Regions from separate parts of the Mus musculus genome. Here regions 1, 2, 4, 5, 6 and 7 are each linked to region 3. A link is a contact called in public Hi-C and promoter capture Hi-C data. All regions are on one chromosome and are shown on one strand. Each heading gives the region's core, a stretch centred on a gene start, on an enhancer-like site or on the middle of the called end of the contact. The rest is flanking DNA. Distances are from core to core; before and after follow the strand shown.

What was found. Promoter capture Hi-C pulls out the DNA fragments that hold promoters and counts their contacts. A called contact is a pair of places that touch in the nucleus more often than the background predicts. Capture Hi-C pulls out chosen DNA fragments and counts their contacts.
Region 1: a contact with region 3 is called in a Hi-C map of B cells, with 8 read pairs. The contact joins the promoter of Pdcd5 here to the promoter of Gpi1 in region 3. A contact is called at or near these places in 4 of 39 promoter capture datasets (the C10 cell line, liver and pre-B cells), 1 of 484 Hi-C or Micro-C datasets (B cells), 1 of 115 datasets of contacts at active chromatin or transcription factors (astrocytes) and 1 of 9 other capture datasets (liver).
Region 2: a contact with region 3 is called in a promoter capture Hi-C map of liver, with 2.6 times the contacts expected there. The contact joins the promoter of Nudt19 here to the promoter of Gpi1 in region 3. A contact is called at or near these places in 6 of 39 promoter capture datasets (the HPC-7 cell line, cranial neural crest, liver and 2 more), 2 of 115 datasets of contacts at active chromatin or transcription factors (astrocytes and stem cell-derived neural progenitor cells) and 1 of 9 other capture datasets (liver).
Region 4: a promoter capture Hi-C map of liver shows a contact between it and region 3, with 5 times the contacts expected there. The contact joins the promoter of Rgs9bp here to the promoter of Gpi1 in region 3. A contact is called at or near these places in 6 of 39 promoter capture datasets (the C10 cell line, HPC-7-derived erythroid cells, hematopoietic stem and progenitor cells and 3 more), 2 of 484 Hi-C or Micro-C datasets (B cells and CD8 T cells), 4 of 115 datasets of contacts at active chromatin or transcription factors (acute myeloid leukemia, astrocytes, embryonic stem cells and 1 more) and 2 of 9 other capture datasets (adipose tissue and liver).
Region 5: a contact with region 3 is called in a promoter capture Hi-C map of pre-B cells, with 2.3 times the contacts expected there. The contact joins the promoter of Dpy19l3 here to the promoter of Gpi1 in region 3. A contact is called at or near these places in 8 of 39 promoter capture datasets (the 3T3-L1 cell line, cranial neural crest, hematopoietic stem and progenitor cells and 4 more) and 2 of 9 other capture datasets (adipose tissue and liver).
Region 6: a Hi-C map of B cells shows a contact between it and region 3, with 6 read pairs. The contact joins the promoter of Cep89 here to the promoter of Gpi1 in region 3. A contact is called at or near these places in 4 of 39 promoter capture datasets (liver, neutrophils and pre-B cells), 2 of 484 Hi-C or Micro-C datasets (B cells and uterus), 2 of 115 datasets of contacts at active chromatin or transcription factors (astrocytes and pancreatic cancer cells) and 2 of 9 other capture datasets (adipose tissue and liver).
Region 7: a contact with region 3 is called in a promoter capture Hi-C map of liver, with 5 times the contacts expected there. The contact joins the promoter of E130304I02Rik here to the promoter of Gpi1 in region 3. A contact is called at or near these places in 2 of 39 promoter capture datasets (liver and pre-B cells), 1 of 484 Hi-C or Micro-C datasets (CD4 T cells) and 1 of 9 other capture datasets (liver).

What each region holds. Positions count from the first base shown.
Region 1 is chr7:35,646,030-35,649,682 of GRCm38.p6, forward strand. Pdcd5 (programmed cell death 5) reads right to left here and starts at 1,453. Exons shown (of 6, transcript NM_019746.4): 1 at 1,277-1,453; 2 at 115-152. The coding sequence starts at 1,342.
Region 2 is chr7:35,554,388-35,557,780 of GRCm38.p6, forward strand. It overlaps Nudt19 (nudix (nucleoside diphosphate linked moiety X)-type motif 19), which reads right to left and starts at 1,541. Exons shown (of 3, transcript NM_033080.2): 1 at 767-1,541. The coding sequence starts at 1,417.
Region 3 is chr7:34,228,747-34,232,412 of GRCm38.p6, forward strand. It overlaps Gpi1 (glucose-6-phosphate isomerase 1), which reads right to left and starts at 1,590. Exons shown (of 18, transcript NM_008155.4): 1 at 1,346-1,590; 2 at 537-627; 3 at 182-250. The coding sequence starts at 1,467. Gm12762 (a long non-coding RNA gene) reads right to left here. Exons shown (of 2, transcript XR_881947.3): 2 at 2,436-3,666.
Region 4 is chr7:35,584,014-35,587,785 of GRCm38.p6, forward strand. Rgs9bp (regulator of G-protein signalling 9 binding protein) reads right to left here and starts at 1,569. Exons shown (of 1, transcript NM_145840.3): 1 at 1-1,569. The coding sequence starts at 1,207. The coding sequence ends at 494. Ankrd27 (ankyrin repeat domain 27 (VPS9 domain)) reads left to right here and starts at 2,234. Exons shown (of 29, transcript NM_145633.3): 1 at 2,234-2,356.
Region 5 is chr7:35,752,663-35,756,126 of GRCm38.p6, forward strand. Dpy19l3 (dpy-19-like 3 (C. elegans)) reads right to left here and starts at 1,792. Exons shown (of 19, transcript NM_178704.3): 1 at 1,593-1,792; 2 at 1-94. The coding sequence starts at 55.
Region 6 is chr7:35,395,658-35,399,112 of GRCm38.p6, forward strand. It overlaps Cep89 (centrosomal protein 89), which reads left to right and starts at 1,406. Exons shown (of 19, transcript NM_028120.3): 1 at 1,406-1,549; 2 at 2,333-2,439. The coding sequence starts at 1,511. It overlaps Faap24 (Fanconi anemia core complex associated protein 24), which reads right to left and starts at 1,110. Exons shown (of 4, transcript NM_178643.5): 1 at 556-1,110. The coding sequence starts at 661.
Region 7 is chr7:35,800,845-35,804,399 of GRCm38.p6, forward strand. E130304I02Rik (RIKEN cDNA E130304I02 gene) reads left to right here and starts at 1,748. Exons shown (of 3, transcript NR_033567.1): 1 at 1,748-2,177. It overlaps Zfp507 (zinc finger protein 507), which reads right to left and starts at 2,145. Exons shown (of 7, transcript NM_177739.3): 1 at 1,990-2,145; 2 at 594-684.

The DNA of each region.
Region 1 (3,653 bases), core at 203-2,702, 1.4 Mb after region 3:
ATCACTAGGTTCTGAGATTCACTAAGAGTCACGGACCAATTCCAACTACTAAATAAAAGCCAAAAGCTCAATCTATGAAACCACTCTTCCAGAAAGTTCTAGTTCCAGCCCTACCTTTGCTTTGCTTCCTGTTGGGCTGCATCACCAGGATCCTGAAAAAAAAATAATTTTTACCTTTTAATGGAGTGGAACTTCAAAAGAAGAGAGAAGAACACATGGGTCAGGGAAAGGTGGGGTGAGGCACATTTGTCACCATAGTTAGCACTTAGGAGACACAAGAATCTCAAGTTACCGGCCAGCCTGGGCTATAAACAGAGACCGTATTCAAAATAAAGTAAAATACCAAATAAATGAAAACAAAAATAAAGGGCTTATTCGATATTCTTTCTGCTATAATAGGTTCCCGAGGTGGAAACTGGACCTCACCAAAAAAAAAAAAAAAAAAAAAAAAAAAAAATCAATAAGTCAGTTTCCATTTGCAATGTTGTGTTCGTTTTATTAAATAAGGGCTGAGGGTGGAACTCAGGGAAGAGAGGGTGTTGTGTATGCTAGGTAAGCACTGTGGCCCAGGCTAACCCCCACTCCCAGCCCCACATTTCCCAAGCGTCTCAAGTCACAATCTAAAAGAATGTTTGAGAACGCACACATTCCTGAAAAGGCCCCGGTATCATGGAGCCCTATTTTTAACCAGTGAGAAGACTGGAAAAAAGAGACCCTGGCTTGGCACGAAAGATGCTGGCTCAAAGGCTCAAATGCTTGCCACTGAGGTCACCCACCACCACTAGCGTTTGTCCCAAGGCAAGTTTACAACCCGCTACTCCCTCCTAGCCGGCACCGCAGGGGCTGAGCACCATCTCTGGAGTCCGCGGTTCGACTCCCGCCCGGGGAGGCGCTGTCAGAGCGGCGTCCTCCGCACCAGAGCTCAGAGGATCCCCCTCTACACAGCGCGGGCTTCCGGTCGGCAAGACCCCCCCCAATCCGAGGACACCCCAATCCCGGCGAGGATCGCCTGAGGCTCGACGGCAGCGAAAACCGAGACTTGGGGGGTGGGGTGGGGGGTGACTCGAAGGCGCGCACACCCCAACCCGCACAAGCCTCACGCGGGACCCTACGGCAGCCGAGGAGGCGGCGGTGACCTCCGGGGACACCCCCATCCCCGTGGGCACACACACGTTGCCATGGGGTACGCGGAAGCCGGGGTCCCACGAGCAAACGCCGAGAGCCTGTGCCTGGGGCGAGGGCGTCACCTCGCCCGCCCGCCCGCTCGCTCACTCACTCCATGCTTGGCCTGCAACTCGGCCAGCCTCTGCTTCCTCAGCGCCTCAAGTTCTTCGTCCGCCATGGCGCGGCTGTCCCACGTCGCGCAGGCGCAGCGGCCGTCGGGGGTCGCGCAGCCGCAGCCGCCCTCCGGTACACTCGGTTGGAATCGCTTCGGCCGGAGACTCGAGCCCGGCGCCTTCGACTGCGCAGACGCGAGTGATGCTCAGGCATCAAAAGTCGAGTGCCGAGTTGGGGCTGCCGGGCCTCGGCCAGGGTGCCTTGCAGAGGACCGATCCTGCGATGGGAAAAGGGGCAGAACCTCTAAGAGGGCGCTTGTGGGTTCCCAGGCTCTGAACTGCGCGTTAACACGCCCCACCCTAATGATTCCTAGGACTGGCAATGGCGCAGTTCTGCAAGGTGTAAACTCCTTAGTCGACGCCCTGTCTGCTTTACCCCAACCCCCAAGGGCCTTTGCTGAGAAGATGCTGTGTGTGTGAGTGTGTGTGTGAACTATGGCAATACACACACACACACACACACACACACACACACCCTGATTTTGGAGTGAGGGTCCCAGTAAGGGATGGAGTGGGTGGAAAAAAAAACTGCTCAATTCTCCAATCCTGTGACTTGCTTATGGTATATGTATTTTAATTTTTCCAAATACATCTAACCATTTTCATTATATATATATATGGAGGTAAGGGATGAGTGAGCCTGAGGAGACAAACATTGGACCCCTGGAGTTGGAGTTCCAAGCAACTGTGAGTCACCTGATATTGGGTTGAGAATCGAATTCTGGTGCTCTGGAAGACTAATACACACTTTTAACCACTGAGCCATCCCTCTAGCCCATATACCTACATCCACCCTGTTGAGCAATGGCTACTCTCTATAAATTTTTCATCATTACAAACTGGCACCCACTCACTAAATAGAAATTATTTATTATCCCTGGTTCCCATTACAAAACAATGTTCTGTCTGTATAAAATTGCCTATTCAAGCACTATTTATTTATGGCTGGCATATTTGACCAATCATATACCACCTTCAAGTTTTTTATCCATGTTGTACCATGAGACAGAACTTCATTCTTGATTGGATTTGGTGGGTGTGTGCCTTTAAAGTCGGCCAATCCAGGGGCGTCTGAGGCAGGAGGATCTGGAATTGAAGACCAGCTTGCCATTACATAGTGAGACTTTGGCTCCAACCAAACAAGCTCTCCCCTCCCCCATTTCATTATTTCCTGGCTGAACATATTTACTGTACAAAGCACATTAGATGTATTCATCAGTTTAACCTTGTTCACTTTTTGCTTAGTGTGAGTAAAGCCACTATCAATGCATGTGTTCAAATGCCTGCCTGCAATCCTGCCTTCAGTTATTTTAAATATGTATCTATGGATGGAATTGCTGTGTTAGGGACTGTGGTGGTTTGAAAGAAAATGGCCCCCAGAGGCTCTTAGGGAGTGGCACAGTTAGGAGGTGTGCCTTGTCGTAGGTGTGTCTCGGTTGGAAGGAAGTGTTTTTCTGGGACTCTGAGGTTTCAAGTGTGCTCACGCCATAGTGTTACTTTCCCTGCTGCTCGCCTATTGATGCAGAACTCTCAGCGACCTCTCCTGTACCATGCCTGTCTGCACTACACCATGCTCCCTGCCACGATGATGATGGACTAAACTTCAGAACCTATAAGCCAGCCCCAATCAAATGCCTTCCTTTATAAGAGATGCCGTGATCATGGGGTCTCTTCACAGCAATAGAAATCCTAAACCAGACAGTTGCTTTTCTACTACTGTGATACAATACCATGACCAAGGCCATTAATAAAAGAAAGCTTTTAATTTGGAGCTCACAGTTCCAGAGAATTAGAGTCCGTGACCATCATGGTGGGGAGTATGGTAATGAGCAGGCAGGCATGACAGTGCAACAGCAGCTAAGATCTCACGTCTTGAGACAACTACTATTTTGAAAATTCAGAGCCCTAGTGACACACCTCCTCCAAGGCCACACCCCTCCAAGGCCACACCCCTCCAAGGCCACACCTCCTGTAAGGCCACACCTCTTCCAAGGCCACACCTCCTCCAACAAAGCTACAGCTCCTAATCTTTCTCAAATGCCTGTGTCAACCTCTCCATAGTTCTAATAGCATCTGAAACTCAACATACCCGTAGTTAACCCTTGACTTCTTCATCAGCTGTCCCTTCTACTTCTCCTTACTTTGGTAAATGTCACCGTTTATTAACTAGGTCAGAACACAAGCACCTGGACCTGAGGAAATGGTTTAGGTAGTAAAAGTGCCTGTCACCTAAGTGTGGTGACCTGCATTAATATCTCCTCCCCTCAAAAGCCTATCTGAATACAGCCTAGCATCCCAACCCTGGGGAGGCAGACC
Region 2 (3,393 bases), core at 291-2,790, 1.3 Mb after region 3:
GAGAGGAAGCATCCCGCAGAAGGCCTGAGTTCAGTGCCCAGCACCCATTCAAGGTAGCTCACAACCTTCCTCAACTCCTGCTCCAGGTGATTAGACACTTCTGGCATCAATGGGCACCTGCACTCACGTGCATATACTCTCACACCAGAACACAACTTAAAATAAGTCATTTTGTTTATTTTACAAAAAGGAAAATAACGGGCAGTTGAAAACATTTTTTTGCATAAATAAAAGATGAACTTGAAGCGGTGGCACACTCAAGACCTCGGGTCCTAGGCCTGAAGCCTAACTAACTGTGCCTGGTGCATTGCAAGTGACACGAAAAAGAAAGGGAGGGAGGGATGGAGGGAGACAGACAGACCAACTCGCGCGCGCGCACACACACACACACACACACACACACACACCTACCACGCGTGCGCATGCAGAGAGAGAAAGGGGTTAGAAAAAGGAGAAAGATGGAAAGGGAAAGGAGAGAGAAAGCGAAAGACGAAGGAAACGGGAACAGAGAAACAGGAAGAGATGAAGAAGGAAGAAGAAAGTTAATGACTGAAATCCTATAATGTGTTCTAGAAACCCGAATGAAAACGATTTAGGGCATGAAGTGAATTGGGAAGTGTCCAGAACAGGCAGTTGGGAGCATTGCCGCGCCCCCGCTTAGGGTGAGAGTTGAGTCCTTGAGAGCCTAAAGCAAGGTCACGCACGTGCGCCTTTGGTCTGGGGTAAGGCTCAGCGCATCCCGGGGGGCGGGTCCCGCGACCCCTACCTGGTAGCCCACCACCTCGGCCACGTCGGGCTCCACGCGCGGAATGTCGCGCAGGCAGCACAGGAAGAAGGTGGTGTCGAAACGGCGGATGGTTCGCCCATACGGGGTGAGCCATCCGCCCCAGTCGTGCAGCGCCCAGATGTCAGGCGTGCAGTCTAGGTGCGCACACAGCTGGAGGAAGCAGCGCGGGTCACTGCGCACGCGCGAGCGCCATTCGGCCAGGCCGGCCGGAGGCGACAGCGCCTGACTGGGCTCCTGAGAAGCTGGAGCCGCGTCCCGCGGCCGCAGGAGCAGCACCCCCGCCTCCTCGAAGGCTTCGCGGATGGCACAGATGCGCAGCGCTACGTCATCGGGCAGCGCCGCGGGGTCCGCGTCGCCGTGGGACAGCCCGGGGAAGGGGGGTTGCCGAGGGGGCTCCGGGCCTAGGCCGAAGCGCGGCGGCGTGTGCCGAGGCGCGAACAGACGCACCCAGTCGGGTGAGCTGTCGGCCGCGTCCAGCACGCCGCCCGGGAAGACGTGCGCGCCGGGCAAGAAGCGCTGGTTTTGTGCTCGCTGGAGAAGCAGCAGCCGGAAGCCGGCCGGGCTCGAGTGGGTCCAGCCTGCTGCCAACATCACGGTGGCTGCCCGCCGCCAGCTGCTCGAGCTGCTCATGGCCGGCGTCCTTCAGATCCCCCTTAGGAAGTGGCCGGGTCGTAGAGTGGTGTCCAGAAGCCCTATAAATGTTGAGGGCCTGAAAAATCCGGCCTGGCGGCTTCCGGAGGTTTACTTGTGGGAGGAGCGTGATTCCCGCGCCAGAGCACCTCCTCGAATGCCCTGCGCTTCAGTCAGGGTCATTCTCGCCCTGTCACAGCCCTGTCACAGCTGCTGCAGTCACCAGCCAGCCTCTGGGAGCACGGGTGCCAGTGTGGAGTGGAAAATAATTTCTAGTTGTGAACCTTTCCCACTAAACGCAAACGACTAGGACTTTGTCCCCTACGCTGGCCTGTTGCCTGTATAGGAGGTTCCAAGGTGTCTGGAGCTCTCTTGAACCATGCTAATAAACGAATGGGTGGATCAGATGCCAAGTTAGACTAACTACTCTGTAGTTTGAATGTCTTTGGCTAGTCCCTGTCCCTTGGGGTAGTCTGTCTTAAGTTGTAGATGTTGTTATTGCCTGAGCACCTGAGGATCAGGGAAAATTATCTTAGTGTGATTAGTTCTCTTTCTACGTGGGAGATGTTTAATCCTAGACTAGCAATGCTTCCCCCTCCTCTCCAACCTTTTTTCCTTTTTTCTTTTTCTTTTTGTTTTTGTTTCTTGTTTTGTTTTGTTTTGTTTTTAGACAGGGTTTCTCTGTGTAGCCCTGGCCGCCCTGGAACTCACTCTGTAGACCAGGCTGGCCTCGAATTCAGAAATCTGCCTCCCAAGTGCAGGGATCAAAGACATGCGCCACCACTGCCTGGCTTCCTCTCCAACTTTTAAGTGGCTGGAGGACTTGCACTTCTATTTTGTTTTTTGGAAACAGCTTGTTTCTGTCTCCCTTTTTGCAGCTCTCTCTCAGTCACCAACTCTTGTAAATCCCATCCTAACTGATCACATATTTTTAGGGTTTCGGATGAGTTAGGCTGTATTCTTGGGGCTATAGAGATGTTTTTTGTTAGTTTTGAGAAAGTATTATTATGTAGTCTTGCTTTTTTGGGAACTTGCTATGTAGACGACCAGGCTAGCCTTGAACTCACAGAGATCTATCTGCTTGTCTCTGCCTCCCCAAGTCTAGGACTAATAAAGGTGTGTGCCAGCCTCATCATTTTGCAGTTGACTTTGGTTATTTTTAATGTTAACCTGTCTAAAGATGGAGCTGTCTGTGTACTTACTGCATCTCCAGAAACAGAAAATGGGGCCACAGGTTGAGAAGTATCTGCCCTTAGTAAGATAACCTGCCGCCGCCGTCTATCTGTGAGCCAACAGACTACCCTTGTCTAAACTGATGCTCTTGGCACTGACACGGGAAATTTGAGCTGAAATTTATTCTAAATCTATTATAGAGCCCAGGTGTCATTATGGGAACTTTTTTTTTTACACTTATTACTTACTTATGCAAGTGCCATTGAATGCATGTGGCGCCCAGAAGACAATGTATGTCCTGGGTCATCAGGTTTAGCTGCAAGTGCCATTACCTGCCTCCTGCCCCTTCCCCCAGCCATCTCACCAGCCCCCTACATTAAAAAAAAAAAATCCTCTTTCCTCCAAGTGGTAACAGGATGATTCCCGTGTCTTTAAAGGACATACTGACAACTGTACAGTGACTCAGATGTGTGGGCCTGGCCTGGAGGCTATAGAATGTACTAGGCAAGAAACAAAAGCTTCAATGAAAAGAATGGTAATAGAATAGGAAAAGGGGACTGGTTTAAAGTGCATTTGGGAAATAGACAACACAATGTGGTACTTGACTGACTATGCAGAGCAATGGATAGGAAGGAGTTAAGTTCTGACTTAAGAGGCTGGTGACCTTCCCAGAGTGATAATATTATGTGTGAGACACTGCAAGCTTTGTCAGTATACTTGTGTAATACTTGCCAACGCCAATAAGGTTAAAAAGTTACTACTACAGATGCCTAACCTGTTACACAAGAGATTAAACTTTTTCA
Region 3 (3,666 bases), core at 340-2,839:
CAGTCTCAGAGAAATCACACCCCAAAGCTCTGCAACCTCTCTTGCCCCCAAAGAAAAGCCTTTAGCACCTTCGTGAGGCAAAAGCATTGCTTAAGAGCAAGGGTGAAGACACAGGGCGATGCTGATAACGGTCGGCAAAGAGGAGGAAGAGGGGGGGGGGGCGGCGGGTGTAACTGCTTACCTCGGTGTAGTTGATCTTGGAACCACTGAACATGTTGTCCCGTGCAGCCTCCACGCCTCTGGACTTGGCCTAGGGAGAGAAGCCACTGCTGAGGTCTTGTATCCCATCCCCCATCCTCATCACCTATCACAAGTCCAGCCCCCCTCCCCCCCCACTCCCCCCCCCCCTTGAGGCTGACAGATGTTCTTCATAGACAGATTCCTTTTCCAGCATCTTCAAAGAGTCTGCTCAATCAGCAGGGGGCCTGGAGATCCCTGGGATACCAACTCCACACCGGGACCTAGAACCCAAAACAAAGCGCAGCCCCCACCCACAACCCAACCCAGAGATCACAACTCCCCAGTCAGAACATTACCAGCTCCACCAGCATCTGCATCACCTCCTTGTTCACAAGGTTCTTGGAGTAGTCCACCAGAATATGCCCATGGTTGGTGTTGAGGTTCAAGCTGCAGAAAGATGGAGACGCTGCTGGTCACACCCCAGCGGCAGTGCCTGGCCACAAAGGCTGACCTGTAGCAGTGTTAAGTAGTGTAGGAAGCCACGCCACAGAAAGAAGATGTAGACAGATCCTGGGCAGAACTTCCCCCTTCAAGCTCCACATCTCAAACTTACAAGGAAACACCCAGGGAGAGGTATCAGGGACGTCCAGTGAGGAACCACAGGTGGTCATCCCAGGTCCCTCGCCTCCTGGCATCAGTGACAAGGCACGAAGATGCATCACATGTACGATTTCTTCCACCCTCCCTTCTATTTCGCAGTCGCTCACAAGTCTCTCTGGCCTCTGCATCCTGCCTCCGCCGCTCTATTTTTACACCGTGGCTCCCAGGAAATCTCAGCCTTACCCACCCTGTCTGACCAAAGCCCACTAGGAGCAGGTGGGAGGGGACAGCTCTCTCGTGCCTGTCGAGCCAGCAGCGGCTGCTCCTCCTCATGGGTGGTTAGAAATCCCTACTCAAATGGCTGAGACTGAGAGGCGGGGGCGAAGGGATCCCCAAGGAGGAGCCGATTCCTCCTAATGACTAAGCAGCCTCGGCCCTCTGGCTAGCACGCGGGTCCCAAAACCCACTCCAAGGAGGCATCAAGGACAAAGTGCGGCCCCGGCCTGGGCCCTGCAGGGCTGCTGGGGGGGGGGGGGTCACGGGAGCCCCGACCCCGTGCGTGCACCTGAAGTTGTTGAAGCGCTCCGGATCCGCCTCAAAAAGTTCGCGCAGCTTGAGGTTGGCAGAGTTCGCGCGGTGCCACTCCAGGAGCTTCTGGAACTGCGGGTTCCGGGTGAGCGCAGCCATGGCGAGGGACCCGAGAGGTACACGGAGCAGGACGTGCTCGGAAGAGGAAGGAAAGAGGAGCGGCGGCGCGCGGCAAGTCGGTACCAGTGCGCGCAGCGGGCTTTATGGCGCAGGCGTCCGACCCCGCCCCGCCTCCGGCCCCGCCCCACCTCTGTCCTCCGCGTCCGCTAGGCGACCTTGCCGGCAGCTGTAGATCTGGGGGCCTCTGCTGGCCTCTCTGTAACACAAGTGTGGCCACTTGCGATGAACCTTGGCTGGCTTCTGTTCGGAAGTGACTTGAAGGGCAGAGGCGGAGTTTCTCGTGCCAGATCCGCTTGCTTCTTTCATTCATTCATGTATTCAATTCAGCAGAACTTTTTTTTTTTAAAGAATTTATTTACTATATGTAAGTACACTCTAGCTGTCTTCAGACACTCCAGAAGAAGGAGTCGGATCTCCTTACGGATGTGTTTGCTGGGATTTGAACTCAGGACCTTCGGAAGAGTAGTTGAGTGCTCTTACCGGCTGAGCCCAATTTAGCAGAACTTTATGGAATGCCTTCCTGGTTAGAGGTACTAAAGCAAGTGTTGTGGGTACGTAAGCCAAATAAGTAAATAGAATTTATGGGATTTCAGAGCTGGCAAGTGCTCCTGAGAAGAGGCAAACTGGATGAAGCCCCAGAGATGAAACTGTGGTTAAGAACACATAGTTCCCTTGCAGAGGACCTGAATTGGGTTCCCAGTACTCATAACTGCCTGTAACTCCCGCTGCAACCAATGGGAATACCAATGGCACTTGCATCCTTATGCTCATACCCACCCCACACATAATTAATGCTAAAATTATATACCCACCCCACACACATAATAAAAATTGTATGTCCACTCCCACACATAATTAATAAAATATCCACCACACAATAAAAATGAAATTATATGTATATATATTTAAAGGCAGGTTGGAAATAAGCATTTCCTTTAACTAAATGGTTAAGAAAAAAAAATTCACTCTTTATTATATTTGAGTAAAAGCATGAAGGGGAAGAAATGAGCCAGTTGGCTACCTGGAAGGAAAGTGTTCAGTCAAAGGGAAAAGACACTGCAAAGTCTGAGACAAGAGCACCCATAGATGTCCCACAAACAGCACCCATAGATGTCCCACAAACAGAAGACACATGTGGCTGGAGTGGAGCAGATTAGGGGAAGAAGTCATAGAGGTGACATTAGAGAAGGGAATTCACCCAGTGGCTTACAAATCATTGTGAGAATTTTGATTTCTGTTTAGAGATGAGGAGCCACTGAACAAGTCCACATGGAGCAGGGACTTTATCTGACACACTGCCTAATGGATCAGTTAGCTCAGTGAGCTAAAGCAGGTCCTGAGGGAGGGAGCTTCAGTCAAGCAGGAGGAGACGGACATAGAGGATGGAATGAGTGAGGGATCCATAATCGCCTAGAGAGAAAGGGCAAGATATGCACTTTAGGATCCAACTTCCTAGAAAAACTGGATTCTTATCCACAAGTCCGAGGGACAAGGGAGACTTCAAATGAGGACGAGTAGGTGAGGTGAAGTGTTTGCGGGGGACTGCGGGAAATATGTGTAAGTCTTGATACTTGCTAAGCTTCCCAAACAGTGCTGGACATCTAGCACTGGGGTGGCAGGCACTGGGGTGGCACTATAATCCCAGCATGAAGGGAGGAAAGGCAGGAAGATCGAGAGTTCAAGGCCAGGGTCAGCAACATAGGAATCTGAAGCCATCACGTCTAAAAAAAACCCAAAACACAGGAACTGAGAATTTTGTAAAGCATTTGCCTCAGAAGCATGCGAGGATACGGACACGTTTACTCTCCAGAGCCCATGGAAAAACCTGCACATGGTGGCCTTTTGCAATCTCAGTGCTAGAGAGGCAGAAACGGGAGGGTCCTAGGGTTCAATGGCCAGCCTGGCCTCAGGGGTGAGCTCCAGATCTCACCAACAGACCCTGACTCAAAAAAGAAGCTGAAATTTTTATAAAGTATGTTTTTAAAAGAGGGGCTGGCGAACCTTAAAAAAAAAAGCAAGGCAGCTGTAGCGCACACCACTAATCCAAGCACTCTGGAGGCAGAGGCAGGCAGATCTCTCTGAGTTCAGGGACAACCTGGTCTGCAAGAATGAGAATGAGTTTCAGGACAGCCAGGACTGTATAGAGAGGCCTTATTCAAAAAAAAAAAAAAAAAAGGT
Region 4 (3,772 bases), core at 319-2,818, 1.4 Mb after region 3:
CCAAAGCCTAGGCCCCAAAGGATTAAGGTAACAAAACCCACGCGCATCTTACTGCAACTGGTTTCTTGTCTAGGGAACAAAATGTCTCCCTCCCCCACCACCACTATGCTTGATACAACCCCACACCTTAACAAAATTGTCTCGTCTAAAACAGAATGAGTGCTACCAACCAGCGTGAGGGCACCAAACTTGGGACATACGTCTTAACCCATCAAACTCAGAGGGACCTGGGGTCACTGTGGACCGATTTCTATTAATAGGAGGTAAAGCTCCTACAGACATTAGAGGTAATGGCCTGGCCGCCCTGTGCTGTTAACTCCTCTTGGGCCAGCATGTTAAAAAACAAAACACGTTTTGCCCAGGCAGAGGTGGGCTTTGAAAGGATCATGTTCATATGCACACATTCAGGCTCACTACCTCTCTCCTTAACGGTTCAAACCCGAAGCCCATGCCCTGGAAAGAAAAGGGGCAGCGGACGACCGTTGGATATCAGTCAGCTCAGCTTTGCCACACATAAGGCGAGGGCCACAGCCACCAACAGCACGGCGCTGAAAACGGTGGCAGCCAGGGCCTTGCTGGGGTCGCAGGGGCCCGCGCGCTCCTCTACCGAAATGCCACCGGCTGAGGACGCGCCGGCACTGGCACCGGACAGGAGTTCGGCGCCTGCCGCTTGTCGCGCCTGTACAGTCCAGCGGGGCACGTTGACTTTCATTTCCATGTCGTCAATCATCTCGCCCACCTGGAGGACTTCGCGCTCCAACTGGGGCAGATCGGCGACATCGAAGTCGCTCTCCGCTTCGTGCCGCAGGCTGCGGGCGCTCAGGGCGCGCGCAGCTACAGCAGAGGAGCCGCCCGTCACCCCAGTGCGAACAAGTGGCCGGCGCGGCGCGTGCAGCGGGAAGGTGGCTCCCAGCGCTAGTGCGCGCTGCATGTCGGCTTCGAGCAGGTCCAGGCAGCCTGAAAAGGCCACCCAGAGCCGCTCAAACTCCGCGCGCTCCTCGGTAGCTAAGCTCCGGTCCCGGAGCGCGACGGTCAACCGGGCGCCGGTGGCCACGGCCAGCTCCCGCGCCTTCTGGCGGGTCTTCTGCAGCTCTTCGCGTAGGTCCTGAGTGTCCGCGGAGCCGCCCACAGTAAGCACTAAGTGATGGTAGCACGCTGTGGTCTTGTTGAGCGCGTCCAGCAGCGCCTTGCACTCCTCTCTGGCCATGGCGCTGCCCTCCGGCGGTACCCTACTTGCAACCTTCAACGTCGTAGGTCGCCTCCAGCCCTGATGCCAGCCTTGAGCAGGGCGGACTGAAAGCTCCTCATGTCCTCGCCGCTGTTCTCAACAGAGCTCTCCAGGGACCCTTGAGGTGCGCCTCCGGCGTCCCCACGGCTGGGGTAGTCTGGTTAGCTTCTCCCCATCCGCTCCTCCATTTCCCCCAGACGCGCTCCGGGTCACGCGTAGTGTCTTTGCACCACTTTCTTTTTCACGGCGGCTCCCTGAGAAGCCCAGAGTGAAGACCCCATCCTTGATCGACCCCAAGTCTCCAAGACGAGCCGCGCGCCTTAGCCCCGGCCAAGGGCAGCAGGATCCAGTTTCCTAGGACACGCCTCCAGCCACCAGTCCAGGCCCGGGGCTTCCTCCGCCCGCCCCCCCCGCCCCCTCCCCGCCCCCGGGCCAGGGGTAGGCGGGGCCCAGCCCAGGTAGATCAAGTGTGGCTTTCCCTCTTCTCCCTACCATGATAATTCTGGAACCTTAGCGCCCTACAAATTCAAGGTTTTTTTTTTTCCTACTTTGCAGACGAGGAAAAGTGAGACTCGGTAGAAAGAATGCTTAGCTTATCGCAGCCCATGCTAGTGAAGGGAAAGGACCAAGGGACTAGACCCTGTAGGCAACAGAGTAGGGTGGCTCGGAAGTCTGGGCACCTCCAGTTTGCATCACCAGTAGCACGGGCGATCGACCGGGTAGGATTGTTACTTAGTTGGAGCTCTCTTCTTCATCACAGTCTAACCCCATTTCAGGGGCCCAGCTTGGACCCCACCCCTAATATCAGATCTTCCTTAGGTCCCGCCTCTCGAATTCTGGGCACGCGCACTCCCTGGTTCTGGGCGGGGCTAGCTTGAGTAGGAAGCGCGGAGTCGCCTGGGCCCCACCTCCGACTGAACTAGACTTAATGATTGCTCTGTTTACGTGTCAGTCTCGACTAAAACGACCTCTTATTGGACAGACTGGAGCAGGGTTCCGCCCAACGGCGGAGTAAAGAGGTAGGCTGAAGAGTGGAGCCACCGCACCCGGGTGGTGGGCACTCAGGTCCCAGCCCAGGGTCCGGGAGGTGCTGTCGTAGCACAGAGGTGAAACTATGTAGCCTCTTAAGTAAGTGTCTTCTGCGGGTATCCTCCAGCGCCTCCCTACTCTGGGGAACGCCGAGGTCGGGCGGGGCCTGGGAGAGGAAGGGGGAGGGGTTCCCTGCACTGAAGGGGAGCCCCAGGCTGGGCTGATGGGCCCCAGGGGCCCGGACCCGTGGCGGGCTGAGCCTCCCAGCTCTCCCGTTCCTCTGCGGTCCGCATCGCGGCGCGCACGTTGTCCACTAGGTCCAGAGGGATGCCTAGGCGGCGCGGAGAATGCATCTGTTCCTGTGGCACCACGGCAGGCCTGGGTCCCCCGGAGCTGGGACTTGGGGCAGTGGGCAGAGCTGTCGCTCCCAGGCCATGTGGCCTGGGAGGTTTTCCGGTGACCAAACTGAGGGAGGAGGCTGTGTGTTCAGATCCTGGTCTAGGCCAGCTGATTGAGTTTCCGCCGGGGCTGAAAGTGGAAAGGGTATCCCTGCCTGCTTTACACGTGGCGAGGTCCTCTCGTCCTGTATGTAGAGAAGACTTATGGAAAACTCAGGTACCCAGAGACGTACAACCACACAGAGTGTGTTCGGTTTCTTGGTTGAAAACGGACTGCCCAGATGCGCGCGCGCCAGGCGGTGCCCCTCCAGCCTCTCCTCCAGCTCCAGGGGACCTGGACACTCAAGGCGGGGTGGGTGGCAGGGGAAGCAAGTGACACATCACCATCTAGGAGTGAGAGGCTTGGGATAAGAGGGCTAGTGAGACTGGACAGACAGAGTTCTCAGTGGCTGGGATTTCTGTTTCATTCTGTGGAGAGATGCTCCTGTTTACATCAAACACTGTAAACTTCCCATTGATCCGGAGCGAAAGCAGCACATAGTAGGGTTTTCAGAGTCCCCCAGTGCAGGCCGTGGTGGTGTGTCAACCGACAGGATCTAGGGCCCTGAACCCCAGTACTTACTGTCACTCAGGGGTCTTTCCTTTAGCCAGCTCAGCTGTCGGTTTGCATTCAGAATTTGGATATTGTGAGACTTAGCCATTCTTGGGGCAGGGCGGGGTGATGATTGCAGCCACGCAGGAGCCACCCACCCCCATGGGTTTTGATAGGGGACTAGGTTTGGGGACCGAATGGGTGGAAGGAGGGAGAACCCATCCCTTTGGGAAGCTGTAGGGCATGGGGAATGATGGGGCTTAGAAAATGGACAATGGCCAAACACCAAGTATGGATCATTCAGCTTGTTAAGGGGGGGTGGGGGTGGGGGAGGAGGCTTGGCGGGGCGGGGGTGGGGGGGAGAAGGAAAGACAGAGGAATACTGTATAGGAGTATTGGAGAGGTCACTTGGGTGTGGTTCACCAGGACAGGTATGTGTGCAATTGGGAGGCAGAGGAAGAGAATGGGCAGAGGAGATGTTGTTGGGAAAGCAGCCAGGGTCTTGCAGTTGGCTGAAGGTGTATT
Region 5 (3,464 bases), core at 542-3,041, 1.5 Mb after region 3:
AATCCTCAGAAACTTCTATGGGTTTTGTCTCTTTTCTTTGCCGGATGTACATCATGATGTCAAAGACTCATACGCATTGTTCTTCCAACCACTCCTACAAACAACATCCAGATGAATGCCCCATGGAAATGTCAGCACCCACTTTACCCAACACACCCTTATGTGCTTAAATGGCCTGTCTTAGCCTGCTGTCCCCTGCTCAGCAGACCCTCCCAAACAAATCTTAATCAGCCTTTAAAGATACAACACAAATGTTTAACTAAACCACATTGACGAAGCACCTTTCCTCCAGCAGGCACTGCCAAGAGGGAGTGATACAGGTAGGGATACAGGTGAGCCACGTGAAGATGCCCAGGACTTCTTCCAGGAAGCCATCTTGGATGCTGCACCCTTGTGATGTTTTCCCTCCCTGATTCCGTAACACTAACTGTGGGATTTGTTGCGTGACACAGTTTTACATTATTTTCTACAGTTCCTACAGAAAGTAGTGGGTCTGATTTATTCCCACAGAACTGACCACGTGGGAGGGATTCCTAGTAAACTTGTGACAGCCAGATTTTGAAGAACTGAAACACTGTTTCTGATACCTGAATTTTAGCACCTGTGTTCTTTGAAAAAAAAAAAAAATCCCTGCTAAGCTTTATGCCTGGATGTCAAAGACAGTAAGACAGTGCGGGGCTGTGCCAGTCAGGGTGGCTGCTCTCTCTGGGGAGCAACTGTGGGTGTAGCTGCGGGAGCAGTTACCTAGTTTGGAAGCTATGAGGGGGAGGCGGGGGTGTGGTGGTGGTGAGTAAGCTGGCTTCAGTCCCCCGGGAACATCTTGCCTGGTTCCTCTGACTAATGAATAGCGTTTTACTAATTATCTATTAAAGATGAGGAGTAGCCAGACGCGATTGTTTCGGCAGCTAATCCAACCTGCACTCTAGTTACCAAAGTCTATGTTTATCTAACGGAAAGGCTCTTGCTAAATACAACAGAGGAAGCCAACACCACACAATGCTTTTGTTAAGATTCATTCATTCAAAAATGCTCAGACTGAACACAGACTCAAATGCAGTGTGCTCAAAAAGCACAAGAAACGGGGGGGGGGGGGGGAGAGAAGAAATCTTTTCAAAGTCTTGCAGCCACAGCTGGAATCCTGTCCCCTCTTGAGGAGTTATACCCTCCCTGCTAGCCCTCGGCGGGTTAGGGCTATACAGGGGGCCCACCTTACATCTACCCTGAGCCTGGTAAAGCAGAAAGTTAACAAACATGCCAGGTGCTAATTACATTTCCCGTCTGCATGGCAACAGCCTCCCCAACTAGGAAACAAAAAGTTGCTCCGGCCAGCCGGACTCAAAGCCCTGCCAGACATTAGCAAAGAGACCCTAAGGCAATTCCTGGACTACTGACCAGGACGCGCGCCACTCCCCCGCACCTGGAGCCACTCCCCTGCGCACCTGGCGAGCCCACGCGAGGACCAGGTGCTAGCCGGCCCGGGGAACCTCGCGACACTCGCTCCCGCTCTGAGACGCTCCCTCCCACGCCCCGCCCACGTGTCCCGTAGACACTGCGCGTCCAGTCCCCTCGCGGCCCGACCCCCAGCCACAGACCTGCGGCCTCAGCAGTCCTCAGGGGCGGCTCGGGTTGGCAAAGAAGCACCCCGAGCACCCAGGCCTTAGGGACGCGCCCACTTCACGGGCTACAGCGAGGTGAAGACTAGGAGGACCCAGCTGTTCCCGGCTCTGTGCGGCGCGCTGCAAGGATGGGCCTGGGGGGCGTCTACAGCCCGGGGAAGGGGCGCGCCGGGGAGGCCGGGCCGCTACCGCTGCATTCATTGGTCCCGGCAGCTGTTCGTCAACGCAAGGCCCCGCCCCCGCCTCCCGCGCTGCCCCGCCCCGTCTCGTGCGGCGCACACCGGAAGGAAGAGGTACACTTCCGCTCAGAGGGCTGTTTTGGGGGTGTTAGGCTCCGAGGCAGGTCTTAAGCTTGGCTTGTTCCTGTGTTCGGAGTCCCTGGTGCCCCGAAGAAAGGTTACCCAGTCTCGGGGGACCTTCCCAGCTCTACCTCCTGCCTCCAATGTCCGGCTATATGCACTTTCGACGTTGTTTAGTGATAAAATCCGCAGACACTTTTGGGTCTCCAAAGACATGCCTCTCAGTCCCCACACCCCCAACCCATCCACACCCATCCTCCCGCCGCCGCCGTAGTACTGCTCTGGCCTTTGTTGTTAATTCTCCTCCTTAACATGCACCTTCAGTATTGAGTCCTAGATGTTCCTCTTATCTTTAAACTGCTTGTCAGCATCTTTTCCCTCTCTTTGAGACAGGGTCTCACTTTCTAGCTCTGGCTGGCCTGAAATTGCGTGTGGACCAATTTGGCCTCACGTCTGCCTCTGCCTCCTGAGTGCTGTGACTAAAGGAAGGTGTGCGCCAGACTGAGTTTTGGTAGTGGATGGCCCACTGAGATCAGTACCTACGAAAAGGCAGCCTGTCATCTAATTCCAACAAAAATTGTTCCATACACCCTGCCTTTCTTAGCTACCTGTCCCTGATAGATCTTTTTCTCTTTTGGTTGTCGACTGTTAATACCAAGAACACACTGCTCAGAATGCTTTATTAGATAGCCCCTCACCCCACACCTACTTAAAGTGATTTGTGGAACATGTAACTGGTGTGAGGCGCATGTCCCTGAGGGGAACAGTATTCAGCTGCTGCTTCATGTCTGTAACACGAGGCAAGAACTGTCATAAGAACGTCGGGTCGTAGTGCTTCTCATAGAAAGTGGGTGCGCACTAAGAGTAAAGTCTGAGATTTAAGGTCTTAGATGGCGCTCCTGTAGTCCTGCTGAGGAAGGAGGCTGCCGCAGGAGGATGACAAGTCCAACTCTTGCCTGGGCCATATGCAGAGACATAGAGTACTGGCTTGTCACAAGCATGCAGCAAGACGATGAGTTGTAGTGAAGCACGATAGAAAGGCAAGGGAAATTATGGAGGAAGGAGAAGGAATTTCCCCCATTCCACTGCAGATCTAGATGAACCCTCGCCAGCTGCAGGCAAGGATCCCAGCACAGAATACTTGCTGTAAAGTTTGCTAACAGAAATGATGAGTTCCTCTCATGGATCTTATGTTAAACAGGGTCTGCTTTAAGGCCCGAGTGTACTTGACCTTTGGGCCTCATTCCTTTCCCCCCCAGATTGGAGTTTCAAGGGCGATGCTTACTAACCTTTATTTACACTAAAAATATCCTACCTTAGGGCTGCAGAGATGGCTCAACAGCTAAGGGCTGCTCCTCCAAAAGACCCAGGTTTGGTTCCAGAATCCATGTGGCAGCTCACAACCATCTGTAACTCCAGTTCCAGGGCATCTGATGCTCTCTTCTGGCCTCTGTGGGCATCAGACAGGCATATGGTGCACATATATACATTCGGGTAAAACACCGATACACATACAATAAAAGTCCTATAAAGAGCCTTCCTGCTCTCC
Region 6 (3,455 bases), core at 156-2,655, 1.2 Mb after region 3:
GTGTAGCCCTGGTTGTTCTAGAACTCACTCTGTAGATGAGGCTGGCCTTGAACTCAGAGATCCTTCGGTCTCTGCCTCCCAAGTGCTGGGATTAAAGGTGTGACCCACCACCACCTGTCCTAAACCTCCTTTTTAATAAAATAAAACCCAAAGATTTATATGTAGGTTTTGCTCGCATATGTCTGTGCACATGTGCAAGCCTAGTGCCCCCAAAGGCCAGAAGAGGGAGGAGTCTGACTCCTTGAGCCACCATGTGGGTGCTAGGAATTAAACCACGATCCTCTGTAAGATAAGCCAGTCCTCGTAACCACGGAGCTCTCTCTCCAGTCCCCTTTCATTTTAGTCTATGTAACTATTTTGAGACAAGTTCTCATAGCCCAAGCTGGCCTTGAACTTGCTATGTAGCCCCAGGCTGGTCTCTAACGCAATGATTCTCCTACTTCAGTCTCAGGAGTGCTGGGATTGCAAAGGAACATCACCATACCCAGCATTTCTCTCACTCTCTCTTTTAACGTGCTGGGAAGAAAGGGGTATGACAGAAGACAGCTCACTGACCTTGCATCTCCTGAGCCAGTTGGGACCCGCGCCATTTTTCACTAGCCACAATATGTCCTAGTGGCACGTGGACCGGACCGGTCCCATCAGGCGGGTTCCTTTCCATCCGTGGTTTTGGTCTAAATGAGGAAAATGCAAGGTCTCACTAGAGCAGGCGCTGTTGCACACAGTTCTACACGAAGTCGGGACCTCTTTGACAGGATCTGTAGAGTGGATTTTCAGGCACTGAGCTACTTCAACCGAAGTCTGAATTCAAGAGATTATTTATTTTCAAAATAAGACTGGGTCTTCTTATCACGCTTGGCTCTGTACTGATAGTTGACTCCAGCTGGACTTGAACTCAGCAGCCCAAGTGCTAAAATGACAGCCGGGCGCCACTACCCCGAGCTAAACCCGGGAGATTTCTGTTTGAGTGACTCCGTCCCTCTTTGTAAGCACCTCCCTTAGCTCTGGTGTCCTAACAGGACGCTTACGGTGGCTCTTCCATTCGGTCCCTGTCCTTCTATTCGGTTCCTGTCCAGGGCTACAAAGGCAGGGAAGCTCACTGCGCCGGGGTCTAGAATCTCCGTGGACCTCACCTGAGGCCCTGCCACTTCCGGGTTCCCACAGCCCGGGAGCCCTCTTTAAAATTCTGACCGCCCTGGCCAGCGTTTTATTGGGTGATAGGTAAAAGATGGGCGTCTACTATAGCCAATAATCGAACGGAAGTCTCAGCTTGCTTCCTCTCTGGCTGGAATTTGAATGACGCCTTGCTGGGTTGTCAAGAGCAACGGGTGGCAGTAAAATTGACTCTGATAGGCTGAGACTCAAAACAGAGCCAATGTGAGACATGCTTGTTGTAAAGTCGGGGGTCCGCGGGAGCTAGGCTGTGGGGAGCTGTGCAGGCTGCGGGGTCTACCTTCCAGCTAGTCCAGCGCCTGGCGGCTCAACCCGCAGCCCTCAGCTCTCAGCCAGGATGCTCCTCAGCTTCCGCAGGAACCGCCGGAGCCAGTTCGTGAGTAGTTCCAGGCCTTCGAGTGCGGTTAAAAAAAAAAAAGATTTATTTATATGAGTGATCTATCTGCATGTATGCCTGCATAGCAAGAGAAGGTGTCAGATCCCATTACAGATGGTTGTGAGACAACATGTGGTTGCTGGCAATTGAACTCAGGACCTCTGGAAGAGCAGACCATGCTCTTAACCACTGAGCCATCTCTCCTGCCTTCATGTGCAGGTTTTAAAGACTGAGATAGGAGCGAGGCGGGATCGCTATCAGGGAGCATTAAATTCCAGAAACCCAGACTAAATGTTCCAAAGAACCCTTCATGTCCAGAGCCTGCCACAGACAGGAATCTTGGCCTCCCTGTCAGGATTCTCCTCTTAGCCGGGAGTTCACTCCTGTCTTGGAGAAAACTTCCCCCATGAGTTGATTCCTTTCCTATTTAGGGTATATTAGCCCAGCTCACTTAGTTAATCCTCTCTGGAAAAGCCCTCCCACAGACACCCAAAGGTGTGCTTCATTACACGGTAGGTATAGATTAGCCCAGTTCAGTTGACAATTGAAATCGGTCAGGAAAGCTGCCGTGAGCAGGGAGGTGTGAATGAATCGGATAGCCATGATGGTGTGCCCCAGTGAGTGCCCTTGCCTCACCAATGGGGATTGGGAACAGCGGCAGGTGTGTGTGTAAAGACTCTTGTGGGGCCGGATCCCTAGAGTGACCTCAGTTTGGGAGGTGATGGTGGCCCAGGAGCAAGGTGATCTTCTCCCGGTGACCTGCCTTGGGTTTCATTTGTGCAGAACCACATCATCCATGGCTTCCTCCCCGCAGCCAGCATCGCTCCGAAGCCAGCGGTGCCACGCACACCCCCTCCTCGGAGCCCCAACCCTTCTCCAGAGAGGCCCAGGTAAGTCCCAAGATGAGCAGCACCGAGGGTCACGCCCGTGCTTGACCATCAAGTCCTGAATCCTGGAACTGATCACACTAGCCAAAAGGCCACAAGTAGAGGGCTAGACTATTACGCTCTGTGGTTACCTCTGCTCAGAGATGCACTAATATGGCTTCTCTGAGCATCAGTGGACTTGTCTGGGGTGTGGTACCTTCAATGGAAGATCTCAGATTTCAGGATTGGGTACAGTTGGTGCCTACTAAATATGAAGCACCAAATTTAAGTTAATCCTTCCATCCATCTTTCCTTCCTTCCTTCCTCCATTCCTTCCTTCCATCCTTCCTTCCTTCCTTCCTTCCTTCCTTCCTTCCTTCCTTCCATCTTCCCTTCCTTCCTTCCTTCCTTCCTTCCTTCCTTCCTTCCTTCCTTCCTCTTTTCTTCCTGGGAGTGGAAGCCAGGGCCTGTGCATGCTAAACATGTGCTCTACATATCTCAGCTTAGTGTCCATCTAGGTTATCAGTACTCTTAGGAAAACTGCACAAAAATTTCTTTCTAGGTACAATTCTGCCTTAAAAAACAAACAAATAAACAAACCCAACAACAACTACTACTACTTTGTGTTAAAAAGAGTGAACGTATTCCTTGCCAGATGGTGTTCCTAACCACCTAGTGTTCAGTGTAGTAGACAGCCAACTCTCTTTTCATTCCTTTTTTTTAAAAAAAGATTTATTTTATTTATATGAGTACACTGTAGCTGTCTTCAGACACACCAGAAGAAGGCGTCAGATCTCGTTACAGATGGTTGTGAGCCACCATGTGGTTGCTGGGAATTGAACTCAAGACCTTTGGAAGAGCAGTCAGTGCTCTTAACCACTGAGCCATCTCTCCAGCCCTCTCTTTTCATTCTTGGGATCGCTGTCTGTATCTGCCAAGATTTTAGACACTTGTAAACTTTAGACTTATTTGTTTCCTATAGGGTCTTGCTTTGTGGCCCAGGCTGACCTTGCATTCAAAGCAGTCCTCCTGCCTCAGCC
Region 7 (3,555 bases), core at 498-2,997, 1.6 Mb after region 3:
CACATCTTACAAAGGTCAGTTACAATTTATTTAAAATCTTCTCAGCTCAATGTAATAATAGCAACTGAGAGAAAAACTGGAGTATAAATACAGAAGTATACTGGTTTCATAGTATAGAGTGTCTTACCTGCACCTAGCCTGGGACAATATTTTGACTTTGCAGCTACAATTAAAACACAGTCGTAGCTAACATCAAGTAGTGTTCAGCTTCATTGTAATTTATGAAACACACATGCCAAACATAGCGCTGAAGACCACCTGTCCTGGAGCTGCAAACCCAGAATTAGGCCTGCGTCCATTTCCTGTAATATTCCTGTAATTCCTGGTGGCCAAGCCCTTCTTTGGACACAAAGTGTCAAGGAACACCTCTGAGGCTCACAGACGTGAAACAGTGCCTGGCTTCAGAACTCAAACCACGCTTTCCCTAGTATACCGATTTCCCTTTCCATGCTCAAGGTGAGCATGATCAAGTAACAGCACCGGATGGATGCTAGGCAGCAGCAAACAGCTTCGTTTGCTCAGAGTTCTGTGGGTCCAGTCACAGTGGTGGCGGTTTATAAATAAGGCATCTCAGTGAGATGTAAGTGACTTACCCAAGGTTACATGGCTGTTAGTGGCAGAGCCAGTGTCTTTCCAATCAATTTCTGAAACAGATAGTCTCCTGGATCGATATTCACAATCCAGCTGTGGCCAAGAAGGAAATAAACACCATCAAACACGTCTCTCCATTGGCGGGCGAAACACAGTAACTTATTTCGGCAGTGAAGAAACTTCCAATACTTAACATTGAAAAGAAATTTCGGAAAGCTGTTCATGCAATGTAATTGTGTGAGGCAAATTTACATAATTTACTTAACAAGTAGAGGATTTTGCAGAAGCTAAAACAAATCAGCCTGGAAAACTTCTAACAATTGTATATTTTAAACCTCCCCCTCCATGTAAGTAATTCACTCAGCAAACTACTGCTTTTACTGACATAATTTTCTAACCAATATGGAATAATAAATGACATATTGCTATTCTAACTTTAACCGAAATTACAGCCTAAGGGGTGATTATGTAAATTAGTCAAACACAGTGGGCAGAAGAGTACCATGAAAAGATGCGACAACGTGGCTTGACCTATATATTCTCCAAAGCAGTTTCCTGCCCTGGTCCTCCTTTTTTTTTTTGGCTACTGTTTTCCTATTGTTGCTTTAAAGTAGGCTTATTCGGTTCCCTTAGAAAGTAACTTAGCGATTACAGTTAAGTAAAATTAGTACACCGCTAGGGCATCCTCCGAGTTTCCAGAGTTACCATGGTAAAGGAATGAAGGGTCAAACTTTCTCTTTTTAATCAATATAGCAATCCATACACAGAATCAGACCAGTAGAGTAGAAAGTACAAACTCAGACAGAAAAGGGGGTAAATCCAGTAATTGCCTTGGGCCATGTAGACTGAAAGCAAATTCCTGTCCACTGTCAGCAACCTTTGGTGGGGGTGGCTGCCTGGACCTAATTAATCACCCAGGCCTCGGACTCCAAACAACGATCGGGATGCCCCAGGTCTGGAAAGGTGGGCACTTTCACCAATGGTCTCAGCGATCTCTGGAAAGATCAGTCAATCCCAGAGGATGTGTACGTGTGGGAGGCCACGATTGCTATTTTTCGTTTGCGCTGGCATTTCCTACACCACGCAGTGCTTAAAGGACGGGGGATTAAAGAAACTTAAGCTCCATCCTGGCTGGCCTAAGCGCTTTCACGTCTCCAGAAGGCAAAGGCGCTTCAGCGGGACCTGGGGAGCAACGGGACCCCCACCCCCAGCGGCACGGCGGGCCCGGGGTCTCCACAGGCCCGACAGAGGGACGACAGTACACACAGGGCCCTGGAGCTCAGGCTCGGGTGCGTGGCAGTGCCGCGGGCGTCACCGGCGAGGAGGAAGCGGGCGTCACCAGCGAGGCCGCACATGGCCGGCGGCGCTCAAGCGGAGGGGCGGCCCGGGGCGCGGTACCTGCGGTCGGGCGGCGGGCTGCTGCTCCTGCGAGCCTCCTTTGGCCGGCCGGGACCCCACCGTACCCTCGCCCTCGTCCGCCTCGCTCCCGACTCCTTTCCCTCTCTTTCCCCCTTTTTGCCCCTTCCTCGGCCGTGGCTCCAAGATGGCGGCGCCGAGACAGATCACGTGAGCGGCGAGCCGGTCAGGTGAGCCTGGAGGCGCGCGGCGTGGGCGGGGCTGTGGTGGGGTGGAGCCACCACAGACCACGCCCTCTGGCAGAAAGGGCCTTAAGGCTCTGGGCAGATGCTGTGGCCATCCAGGTCCTGTCAGAGCTGGTGTTGGTCTAGAACTCAGTTGATATCCACTGTGGCCTCAACCTGCTGGGGCATTCTTCATCCCCTCATTTACCCCATCGTTCTTTACATCCTTGTGCTTGTGAATCTGGCTGGACTTTTTTTTTTTTTTTTTTTTTTAAAGTTTATCGAGGGCTGGAGCGATGGCTGGAGTGATGGCTGGAGCGAGGGTTGGAGCGATGGCTCCGTGGTTGCTCTTATAGAGGACACAGGTTTGGTTTCCAGCACTCATACAGTGGCTCACAACCATGTGTAACTCCACTTCCAGGGACTCAGAAGCTCTGGCCTTCTTCTGACCTCCACAGACTCCAGACACACACATGGTGCTCAGGTATACAGATAAGTAAGCCATTCACACACACAAAATATTATCTACGTATTTATTTATTGTTATTTGTGGAGACTTGTGGTCAGAGGAGAATTTTCAGGAGTCTGTTCTTTCCTTCCATGGTATGGGTTCTGATATTGAACTCAAACCTTCAGACTTGGCAGCGAGTACCTTTACCCATTGAACCACATACCTCCTAGATAAATGCTCTTCCACTGAGCTATTGAGTTTCCTGAAACAACTCATCCTGGCTTCTAATTCCTTATGTAGTTAGCCCAGGCAGACATTTGAAGTTGTGAACCTCCTGCCTCAGCCCTCCAGGGTAGCTTGGGAGAGTAGATGTGTCTCCACCATACCAGGCTCTAATTGGAGCTATTATTTTTTTCAGGCATCGTATGCTGAAAAATGTAGAGGTCCTAACCGTATGTCTGATGAGAGGCAGTGCTGGCTCTGGGTCAAAAATACTTTCTTTTTTTTTTTTATGTTTAAAATTTAAAAAAGCATTTATTGATTCGTGTGTGGAAGACAGAGGACAATTTTCTGGAGTTGGTTCACTTTTTCTCCCGTGTAGGTCCCAAGGGTTGAACTCGGGTTGCAGCTTTGATAGAAAGTTCTTTTACCAACTGAACCTTCTTGCGGTCCTTGAAAGATTTTTCAGGAGTTGTAAGGTCTGACTTGGTGAGCTTGCGGTAATAACTCCGAGCGAGCCGTCATGTTTGTCGTTTGGATCTGTTTCCGTGAAGTATCTGCTCTGCTGTAACAAACCCTGTTGGGTCCTGTGCTAATACCATGAATACAAACTGAGAGAAGCAATCTCACCCAGCTTTCAACCCAAGAATAAGCCGGCAGGTAGGGGCTAGCAGGAATGGCAGAGCCACGAGCTTGGGTCTGGATTCAATGGGT